Linked DNA regions of Mus musculus: regions 2 and 3 are each linked to region 1. Evidence: chromatin contacts called from public Hi-C and promoter capture Hi-C data. All regions are on one chromosome and are shown on one strand. The core of a region is the stretch at or near the end of the contact, and the rest is flanking DNA. Distances in the headings are between cores, read along the strand shown.

What was found. Hi-C and Micro-C count contacts between places; a contact is called where the count stands out from the background. Capture Hi-C pulls out chosen DNA fragments and counts their contacts.
Region 2: a contact with region 1 is called in a Hi-C map of CD8 T cells, with 3 times the contacts expected there. The contact joins the promoter of Ap4m1 here to the promoter of Znhit1 in region 1. A contact is called at or near these places in 3 of 39 promoter capture datasets (3T3-L1-derived adipocytes, liver and pre-B cells), 3 of 484 Hi-C or Micro-C datasets (CD8 T cells, erythroblasts and regulatory T cells), 1 of 115 datasets of contacts at active chromatin or transcription factors (astrocytes) and 1 of 9 other capture datasets (liver).
Region 3: a promoter capture Hi-C map of liver shows a contact between it and region 1, with 2.2 times the contacts expected there. The contact joins the promoter of Baz1b here to the promoter of Znhit1 in region 1. A contact is called at or near these places in 2 of 39 promoter capture datasets (liver and pre-B cells) and 1 of 9 other capture datasets (liver).

The regions. Positions count from the first base shown.
Region 1 is chr5:136,985,126-136,988,853 of GRCm38.p6, reverse strand. Znhit1 (zinc finger, HIT domain containing 1) reads left to right here and starts at 1,950. Exons shown (of 5, transcript NM_001310747.1): 1 at 1,950-2,043. The coding sequence starts at 2,022. Plod3 (procollagen-lysine, 2-oxoglutarate 5-dioxygenase 3) reads right to left here and starts at 1,835. Exons shown (of 19, transcript NM_011962.3): 1 at 1,051-1,835; 2 at 646-737; 3 at 383-519; 4 at 119-282. The coding sequence starts at 1,168.
Region 2 is chr5:138,169,871-138,173,285 of GRCm38.p6, reverse strand. Ap4m1 (adaptor-related protein complex AP-4, mu 1) reads right to left here and starts at 1,265. Exons shown (of 15, transcript NM_021392.4): 1 at 1,038-1,265; 2 at 849-937; 3 at 393-499; 4 at 218-314. The coding sequence starts at 1,095. It overlaps Mcm7 (minichromosome maintenance complex component 7), which reads left to right and starts at 1,403. Exons shown (of 15, transcript NM_008568.3): 1 at 1,403-1,560; 2 at 2,890-2,969. The coding sequence starts at 1,530.
Region 3 is chr5:135,185,494-135,188,922 of GRCm38.p6, reverse strand. It overlaps Baz1b (bromodomain adjacent to zinc finger domain, 1B), which reads right to left and starts at 1,600. Exons shown (of 19, transcript NM_011714.2): 1 at 1,167-1,600. The coding sequence starts at 1,273.

The DNA.
Region 1 (3,728 bases), core at 701-3,200:
GACCTCCCGAGACTGCCAGGGTCCCCGACTCAAGCACCCAGAGCATGCAATGCCCGCTCCACTGGGGGAGGGAGAGATAGAGAGGGGACAAGTCTGTCTTGGGAACTCGGCCACTCACCACCAGAGTTGAGGAAGCGCTTCCCCATGCCCACCTCAGGGTACTGCTCTGCCAGCCCCCACTCAGGCCAGCAGAAGCTCTCAGCAGAGAACAGCAGATGACTGCCACTCTGAACAAACTTCTTCAGCAGCTCTGTCGGGCTGCTTGCCAGAATCACGTCGTAGCTGGGCAAGAAAAGGGGAAGACGAGAGCCAGGAGGAACCTCAGTCTCTTTTTCTCTCTCCATAACCAGTTTCCCACTCTTTCCACCCCAGCCCTCCTTACCTGTCCACAAACATGATGATCATGTCTTTCTGATCTGCATATTTCTCCATTTCCTTCTTGAGCCACCTGACCTTCTGGCCTCCACCAACTGTTCGAGCCACATCACCCCCTCGCCACTCCTGTCCCAGGCCCAGGGTCTGCAGGAAAGATCCCACCCCCACGCAGCGGAAGAGGTTCAGCTGGCCAAGATGAGGAAACAGGACCAACCCCCACGACCCCTGCCCTCTCCCGCTGGAATTTCTCCCATGGGTCCCCCCACTCACCCGTACAGTGTAGTTAAAGAACTCCGCAGACTGCAGAAAACGCCGGTACCCCTCTGTCTCTGCCGTAGCCACAGTGATCACCAGCAATTTGTCTGTCATAGCCAGAGAACTGGCACTTAAGACACGGCTTAGTGTCCCACGTGTTTATCCCTCTGTATCACCCCCGACACACACACACACACACACACCTCCATATTACTTCACTAAAGTTCTTTCAGCACATTTGATCTCCAGAAGAGTCGGGTGAGAGTAACATACACGAATGGGGGCTGGGGTGTTCCTGTCTGTCTGGGGAGCCTGGAACCCCAAGTTCTGCATGAGAGGCTAATGCACTGGGAAGGCTGGACACTCCCTTCCAGGCTGGCGGACGTGTCGACCCTGCCCACTGGCCGCCCGGGTTCTCACCTGGGTTGACAGCATTGGCGCCCCGGGGTCGATCGGAGGCAGAAGTTACGGGGGGCAGCGGCGGCAGCAGCAGCAGGAGCAGGAGCAAAAGCCGGGGTTCCGGGCCTGCCGCAGCCATGGCTAGCAGCACGCTTAGGCTACACCCAGGCCCGCACCGGCGCTGAGCTGAGCGCCTGGATTCCGACGCCCCGGGAAGATTCTGGGAAAAGGGGAAACCGAGCCCGCTGAGAGGAGGAGCTGTGCTCGGGACTCCGCCCTGGAAAAAAGGCGTAACCCGAGGCCACCGAAAACCCGAGATGCAGACGGCGAGACAAGGCAAGGATTGTCCCGCGGGCGCGGGCTGGAGGGTGGGGAGGAGCCGAGGGTCCGGTCCTGGGCACTGCCTGACTCACACCGGAGCAACCGAATCCCCCCGGGAGGGGAAGTGACCTTTTGAGGAGGGTCCAGGCGACGCGGGGGCGGGTCTTGACCACAAGTCTGACCCGGAGGAACACAGGACAGCAAGGCCTGGGGTGGCGCGCGGCGGGGGCGACGGGCCCGGAGGGGCCGGGAAGCCGGAGGCGGGATCGCGCGGACATCCTCGTGGGTCTGGGTTCAACAAAGCCACCGAACCTGCCTATCCTGTCCCGCAGCGCGGGGACACGCACCGGGGATGCAAAGGGCACAGGGACAAGAGCGCTCCCCTAAAGACCACCCACGCCAGTTTTTAAAAAGTGACCATTTGCAGGCGGCTCTCAGATTTTTTTTTTTGGGTAACCACAATGCGACCGGAATTAGGTTTGCCCCTATCAAAGATGGCGGAAAGCGAAAGCTTGCTGATCTCCAAGGGAACATCACGTAATGACTTCAAGCGGGAGGGGAAAGACTGCGCACGCGTATGTGTGCACGCCACCGGAAGGGGTGTGCTCAGAGCAAGGGTCGGTGGTTAGTACGCGTGCGCAGTAGGCTCTTCTGTCAACTGTGTTGCGCCAATGGTGGAGAAGAAACCCGCCGGTATGTGAGCCTTGAGTGGTTCGCCCTTTTGTGCTTCCCAAGTTCAAATTCAGCCTAACATCTCCCCGCCTAGCTTTTCACGTCAATTACCTTCGCTCAGTGTTGGGGCAGTCTCGGAACCATTAATTCGTGTTTTGTGACTGCTTGCTTCAGCAGACGTTGGGGATGGAGAGGATGTGTTGTCTCTCCAAAGCCCGGGTGCTATGAGCAGTGGTACTCACCTCGGCTTCTGGATTGTTTTGCTTTTGTTTTTTTTTTGTTTTTTGTTTTTTTCTTCGAGACAGGGTGCGTACCCTTGGCTGTCCTGGAACTAGCTCTGTAGATTAGGCTGGCTTGGAACTCACAGAGATCTGCCTGCCTCTGCCTCTACACTGCTGGGATTAAAGGCGTGCGCCACCATCGCCCCACTTTCCTCCAGCTTCTGGATGTTGGATGGAGGGAACAGAGAAACTTAGGAAATCAAAGGGCTTGGCTTTGGGTACTACACAAACACGTGCACACACACACACGAACATACACACTTCATTCCTTCCTTTCTCTCTTTTTTTAATGTAGCCTAGGCTGCCTATGTAAATTAGGCTGGACCTCAGCCTCTTGGTGTCCTGTAGTCCTGAAGTCTGTGGTTTGGGGGAGTTCTGGTTTGAGACTGGCATGTTATGGGAAACCCAGCACCAGGAATGGGCAGGTGAGATGGTGCATGCAGTAGGTAAAGTTGCTTGCTGCCAAGCCTGACTACTTGAGTTCAGTCCCCAGGATCCACATGATAGGAGAAAAGGCTTCCATACAGTGTCCTCTGATCTCTGCACGTGTACTGCAACACCTACATGTGCACAGAAACACTCAGAATAAATGCACTTTTTGAAGAAAGATAGAAATACAAGAAAAAGAGGTCAGAGATGAGCCCCTGCTGATAGGGTGTTGTCCAGCATGCCCAAAACTCTTGCTCCATCCCCAGCATCACATAAGCCTGGTGTGGCTGTGCACAGGAGGTCATCCCAGGCCAGCCTGGGCTTCCTGAGATCCTATTGAAGGTTGTGGGGGTGAGAAAGGGACAGGCCAAAGAGCGCTATCAATTAAAGAAAAAGGACAGGCAGAAGCAGCCTCGAGAGCAAGAGAGGAGACAAAATGTCGGGATAGGAAATATATCCAACAAGATAGGGGGACATCTGGGAGCCACACTGGGGAGACTTTTAGTCCAAGGAAGGTAGTCGGTGCAGTCACAGGGCACAGGCATGCGTCTCAGGCTGAAGGAACATTCTAGAAATGTACACTGGATTTTGCCCTACTGAATCACAGGTCTTGAGAATATGGAGGCCAGAAGTCAATACTGTGTCAATTCTCAAAGGCGCTCTTTATTTTAATTTGTGTATGTGTGCTGCTCTGTGCAGGTGAGTGTAGGTATCCATGAAGGACAAAAGAGGCAGTTGGAATTACAGAAAGTTGTGAGCCACCCTCATGGCTGCTGGTCCTGGGTCCTGGAAACAGCTGTAGCACTCTGCAAGAGCAGGGAGCGCTGTTAACCACTGAGCCCTCTCTCCAGCTGCAATTTATTGTGTCTCCAGTTATTGCTGGGACTGGGAGGACTTAGAGGCAGCATAAAGGGCCGAAACAAGCTTGCCAAGCTGGAAGAAAGCAGGGTGAAGATCTGGGAATTCCTCACAGCATAATGAAGGGGCCGAGGCGAG
Region 2 (3,415 bases), core at 16-2,515, 1.2 Mb before region 1:
GACTGATCAGTACTGGCTTGATTACAATACCTTTTTGTCATCTGCATTGACCTAGTGCTTGAGTTATGGTGGATCTATATTGGATTTAGCAGATTCTACAACAAGTAGAAGATACCTGATCTCCACACATGTGCAGTGATGTGGGCAAATACACACACACACACACACACACACGTGAATAAATAAACTTAAAAAGACCAAAGTTTTTGGGCTTTACCAGCACTTCATCCAGGAGTTCGTAGACAAGCGCCACATTGCGTGAGATGGTTCCCTCATTGAGTGAGCCACAGTAGTCACCCAAGAGAGTGGCTAGCCTAAGGAAACACAGCAAATTATGTGTGAATAAACCTCACACGCCCTCCTTCTTAAGTGCCTGTCCCAACTCTACTCACCGGGAAAGCAGCTCCAGAAGGCTGAAAGGAGAGACGTTTTCTAAGGTTGTGGCCACCAAATAGAGCCCACTGTGTCTGATGTGAATAAAATGACGATCACCGTGATACTGAGGCAGAGTTGAGGACAGAGGCCATTAAGAAAAGACCAGAATTGTAGTAAGGAAACCTGCAAGATGGCACCCTGAGGTCTACTAGTGATGGGCGATGCCCCAGATCTAAGACCTGGCCGCCTAACGTGGAAAGGTAGTATCTACCTCTCAAAGTTGTTGATAGTCAAAAAATAGGGTGCATGGCTCTGTAACTGGCTTCTTGTTAGTACTCAAAACATTTATAAACAAATCCTCCCCACACACACACCCCCGCCCCCAAGCTTCCTACCAAGCTGCCCTTGACAGGGAGGAGGCACTCACCCACCTCCACAGTTCTAAGGCCCTGCACACCAACCACAGTAGTTACCATGACAACCGGGGACTCGCCTCCAGGCAGTCCCGTCAGCTTCCGGTAGAAGAGCTCTGCCACATCACGACCACCACTGTCCCCGCGGACTAGCCAGGTGGAAAGATAGTTAAGGAACAGGCGACACAGACTGATCTGGATTCGATTTCTACCCAGCTACCCTACCCCGTCTCCCGGGTCAAAGGATACAGTCTTTATAGATGAGCGGATCCCCCTTGGAAGACAGAATGAAGAACTGGGAAATCATGGCGGTTCTGGAGGATAGACGAGAACACGGTGAAAGTTGAACCCACCCCGCCTTGTGGACGCGGAACAAAAGGCCGCACGGAGGCTGGCGCTTTAAGAAACACTCCTCCCACACACACACTCGCGAGCATTAATTTCGAACCGCGGGAAACAGGGTGTCCAACCCGCCAGGATCTGGCAATCTTTCAACGGCCCGCCCTCAAGCCCCTTGTCATTCAATCTAGACTCGTCCATTGATTGGTTAAAGTTAGGGGCTGGCAGCAGTTGGGAACCCCCTATCTGATTGGCGGGTTCTCAGCCGCACGGGTCACATGGGTGACGACGTTTCGCGCCAATTTCGGTTGGCCGGCTACGTCCCGCCGCGCGTTCGTTTTCTGCTTCCCCAGAGAGAGATTTTTGAGCCCTTCAAGTCCTGCCACACCGTCCCCGGCAGCGATGGCGCTTAAGGACTACGCGATCGAAAAAGGTGAAGATCTATAGGGCTGGGGGCGGCGTCCTCGGAGGGAAACTTCTACCTGCACCTGTTGAGGGGTGCTGGAGTCTTGGGGTCGGGCGGGGGAGGGGGAGTGAGCCGGGATCTGTGACTCCGAGGACAGGCGAACTGCGCCTGCAATAAGCAGTGGGCGTCAAGGATGGAGGAAGCAATCCTCCTTGGAAAAGGTGATGTGTTTGTGTTATGGAGAGAACCCAGTGGAGTCCACAAAGGAGGGGCGCGCTCGGTAGAGACCGGGTGACTTGGTTCAATGCATTCAATACGTGACCCAAGGGACTAGGTTACTGGGCCAGCCTCTGCTGCTCGGGGCGCTAGCGAATTCCCGCGTCCACTGGAGACTGGCCGAAGTCCAGAGGCGGGGCTTGCCAGACCGCTACGCGCCGCGATTGGTTGTTTTCGGCCGCCCTCCAAGCGGAAGTAGAGGCGGGCGGAAGTGGCGCTACCCGATCTTGGGACTGTCGTGTGTAAACAGTGTCCTTCCGCGCGGTGGCCTCGGAGATAGCTGCAGTAGGTAGGGGCGTGCCTAGAATTGGGAGGCTAAGCGCCCGGTGGCGAAAGGTGGCAGTGTGGTGGACCCGAATGGCCCTTTGGCGTTCTGGCCAATCCCCGCTCGGCCACCCGTCTCGGGCGGAGGAATCCTGGGCTGTGAGGCGGCTGGAATCTGGGCCCATGTGCTTCTTTGTTTACTAAGAGCGGAAGCAGTGGCGGGAGCCGGGCATGAGTGCAGAGGAGGCCTAGTGGCGGACGTCCTGGCGGGAGCCTAAGAAAAAGAGTTGTACTGGTAGAGCGAGAGCCGAGGACCTTAAGTCGATTGGGAGCGAGCTGAGAGAATTGAAGAAACTGAGATTCCTAATTAAGACAGAGTGTGGAATTCTCTTGGGAAGGTTGGGTAAGACTCTTGTAGCTGCCCGAAGACCTATATTCTTCTCTGTGTAAAAACGGACTTGTGAAAAGGAACACTGCCTACTTTGGGGAGAACTTGGTCGATTTGTTTTCAATGTTCATTTAACTAACTAGTTCATAGGTTTCGTCTTAAGTGAAAGTGGGTTTCTTAGGTTTCTGTTAAGAGTTTGAAATAAAGAATCTAAAAGGAAAGTTGATTGTTTATTTTATTTATTTTTACATTATTTTGTTACATTATTGTGTGTGTGAGATCGCACGGGCATATCATAGTGCTGGACACCCGCAGGACTCTGTTCTCTTCCAACCTGTGGGTGGGCCCTAGGGATTGAACTCTAGTCCTTGGCAGCAGTGGTCTTTACACCTCACTGCAAAGACTTGGTTTTTATTTTATATTTGTAGAAAAAGTTAAGAAGTTCCTCCAAGAGTTTTATTACGAGAATGAGCTTGGAAAGAAGCAGTTCAAGTATGGGACCCAGTTGGTAAGTCTCAGGATTGGTTCTGGGGAGTGGCGTGGCGTGTTAAGAACTTGTATAAGGTTATCTCAAGTCTGGCTATCAGTGAATGACTTGATTCTGATTGTTTTTATACAAAGTTGGGTTTTTGTTTTGTTTTTAGCTTAAGGGTTTTCTTAGATGTTTTAGTCGTGTTTATTCCTATGTGTTTGTGCTCACAGGGGCATGCCATAGCATGTGTAGAGGTCAAAAGGACAATTTGTGGAAGTCTGTTCTCCCACCATGTGTGTTCTAGAGAGCAAATTCAGATCATCTGGCTAGATGGCTATGTCTAACCTGCTGAGCCACCTCATCCATTCCTAGCTCTTAGTTTTTAGGGGTAGTCTTTGTGTGGCTCAGACCACCATCAAGAACACGCTGTGTAGCTACATAGCTGAGGTTGGCTTTGAGCTCCTCACTCTGTTGCCTTCTGA
Region 3 (3,429 bases), core at 351-2,850, 1.8 Mb after region 1:
ACAAAGCAGGAAAGAGGCAAAGGCCAAGAGCAAACTGAAATACTTCACTTGAATCCTTCCTGCTCTTACCTAATCTTTCCAAAGGAAAAGGGGTGGTAAAGATAGCAGGACAGGCAAGTTTGGTAAGGAAACTTAGCTTTTTAAAAAACAAATAAGCCTTAAAAGATTCAACATTCCCCCTACCGGGGGCGGGGGGGGGGGGGGGGGAAGTACTACAACTTTTAACTAAGAGGCTATGCTTGGTCAAGAAATCTTAAAGTAATGATTGGAAATGCTGACTTTGTATTCTAAAACACCAGTTTCACGTACCAGAGAGAGAGAGAGAGAGAGAGAGAGAGAGAGAGAGAGAGAGAGATTGAGAGACAGAGAGACAGGCAGACAGACAGACAGGATCGGGAATGCAGTGTCCAGCCTCTCTGAGTTCGAGGCCAGCCGGTGCTACATGAAGCGCTCCCTCAAAAAAAAAAAAAAAAAAAAAAAGACGGAAAAATGAAACTTCTAAGTGTCAAACTTCTGTGTTCTCTAGGAAATAAATGGCCACCAGAACCATCAATGTACCTTTCTGCTCCTTCCCATCTTCAGTGGGTAAAAAGTTAATGCCAGGTTTTGTGATTTACGGTTCTGTCAGTTCATCCCTGGCCTAAAGTCCACTCCGGAGGAGAAAAACAAAACCCACAAGCCACATCAGTGTCCCCGCACAGCCCACTCAAGACGCAGTAGAGGCTTGCACAAGCCGGATCACGCGGCTGCGCCGGTACAATTTCAAAAACTTAAACTTGACGGTTTCATTTCTATGAAAGGAGAGAGAAATAAAATGCGCAAAGGGAACCCGGCTACCCTCCCTAGTCATTTAGGGCCCGAAGCCAAGTTGGGGAGGAGGGGATTGGTGTTGCGATCACCACCGAGGCCCCGGGGACAAAGTAAGGGGAAAAGGGATGGAGGCGCGCGGTTCCGGGAAGGACGGCTGGAGACGGCCCGGAGGGATCTCGCCGCGGAGCTCCCAAGCCCGGGTAAAGCAGGGCCCCGGGCATCACGGCCCGCGGACGGCCCCGTGCGGTGACAGCTGCCCCGCGAGCCGCGCGCGGCCCATTCGCATCTCGCCATCTCCATCCCTCGCCCTGCGCAGCCGCGGCCGAGCGTCCACACCGCGCGCGGAGAAAGGATACTCCCGGGTGCGGAAGGCCTCCTGAGTGTGCGGGATGGTGAAGAGCGGCTCCTCTCCGGGCAGCGGTTTCACCAGCGGGAAGGGCTTGCGGCCCAGCAGCGGCGCCATCGCGGCGGCGCCGGCAGGGGACGGAGCGCCGAAGGCTCGGCCGCTCTGCTGCGCAGCGCTAGGCCCCGGCAGCCCCGGGGCGAGCGAGCGAGCGAGGCGCCTGGCTCCCGGGGCGATGGGGGAGGGGAGGGGTGAGAGGGCGGCGCGAACTCCGGCTTCCCTCAGAGCTGGCGGGACCGCGCCACGGCCATGGAAGCCAGGGGGACGCCTCGAGGGGAGAAAACGGAGAGATTCTCCTCGCCCCTTCCGGCGCCTTTCACCTCACGCCGATCTCCGCCGCGGCGGCCGCCAGTCACGACTCCTCTCCAGCGGGCACGGGAGGAAATTATTGAAAAATGGCGGGAGATTCCCTTCCTCCCCCCCGCTGCCGGGCCAGCGCACAGACTAACTTGCTTCTCCGTGGCGCCCTGGGGCGGAGGCTCCGATAGGCGGAGGGCTCGTCGGCCTTCGCAGCCTATTGGCTCAGAGAGGCTGCCGCTCCGAGGTCGAGTCCCGCCCCCTGGGCTCCAGCCGCGAAGTTGAGTTGCAGCGCAGCAGAGGGCAGTCTGAAAAGGTGAAAGGTCACGTTATGTAAGAGCCGGGGACGGGCGTGCGGGCCTCCAGTGGCGGACTTCAAAAGTAATGGGACAGCAGTAGGAGGGGGAGGACGAAAAGCGGAAGACTCAAAGAGGTCAGAGCAAAAAGCCCTGTCACTGATACAGACATTGCGCCATCTGTCACCGACGGCGACACCGACATCCGGGCACTCACTGTCCGTGTGCTGCGCCGGAGGGGGGAGGGGGAGCGCGCGGCCAGGGGCTTTGTCTTTCCACTCGCGCTCCGCCCCCCTTCTTAAAGGGGCCGCGCTCGGCCACGCCCGGGGATGCGCGGGTGGAGCTGTACTGGGCGGGAAGTAACTCAGGCCCTCTCCAAACTGAAGTTCCGCATTGGGGCGACTAGGACCCCAACCTTCCCCGACGCGGCATCACTGTAATTGAGAAATGGAGATTAACAGCCTGTTTTTTAAGGACTACAGGGAAGGATAATGAAGAACTTTCTTTAAAAATATGTGGAGGAAGAGCCGCAGAGCAGACTCAGGGGCTAAGATCTTGTACTCGTTCAGAGGACCCAAGTTCAATTCTTAGCTCCCACATCGGGTAGCTGGAACCTGCCTCCGGCTGCAGCTCCAGGAGTTCCCATTCCTCTTGCCTCCTCAGGTGCACGTACTCACGTGCACGTAACATCCCCCACCACGTGTGCACACATACACAATTTAAAAATAAATCTTGAAAGTAAAATAAACGGAAGAATAATAAAGAAGGTTTTCTGTATGTACATATGTAAAAGACTATATTCATTCATATATATGTGTGTGTATATATATATATGTGTGTGTGTATATAGTGCAACTAAGTGATGCAGGTTTTTGAAGCTGGACGGTCCTAAGTGAGTTTGTGACTAACCTGGGCTACAGTCTTACAGGCTGAATAGCAAATCCCTATAACAATAAATAAATAAAGCTATGTTAGAAAACATATGTATTAAGCTCATGGGGCTGGAGAAGTGACTCCGCATGCAATTAAGAGTTCTTCCAGAGATTCTGGGTCTGATTCACAGTTTTTGTGTTGGAGGATCACAATCGCCTGTGACTCCAGAGCAGTAGATTCTTGCAACCCTGTATACATACCCCCCCCATACACATAATTTAAAATAAAAATAAATGTACTATTAAAAAAGATGGGCCTAAAGGGATGGCTTAAGGTTAACACATACTGCTCTTGCAGAAGACCTGAGTTGGATTCCAGCATCCACATGCAATGGCTCTCAACCATTACTAACTCCAGTTCAAAAGGTCAAAGACGCTCTAGCGCCCTCTTTTGGTCTCTGAAGGCATGTGGGCATGCCTTCACACCCCCACTCCACCCCCACCTCTTCACATAAATAAGTACATAGTGAGACTCTGAAACCAACAATAACAATAATAAATTTAAATGTATAGTTCATTAATTAAAATCCTATTAAAGGATATGTATGTATAAATAAATAAACGTTGGGGCCAGAGATATGACTCAAAATTAAGAGTACTGGCTACTCTTGCTGGGAACTAGAGTTTGAGTCCCAGCACCCACATGGTGGCTCACAACAATCTGTAAGTTCAGTCCCAGAGGATCTGACAC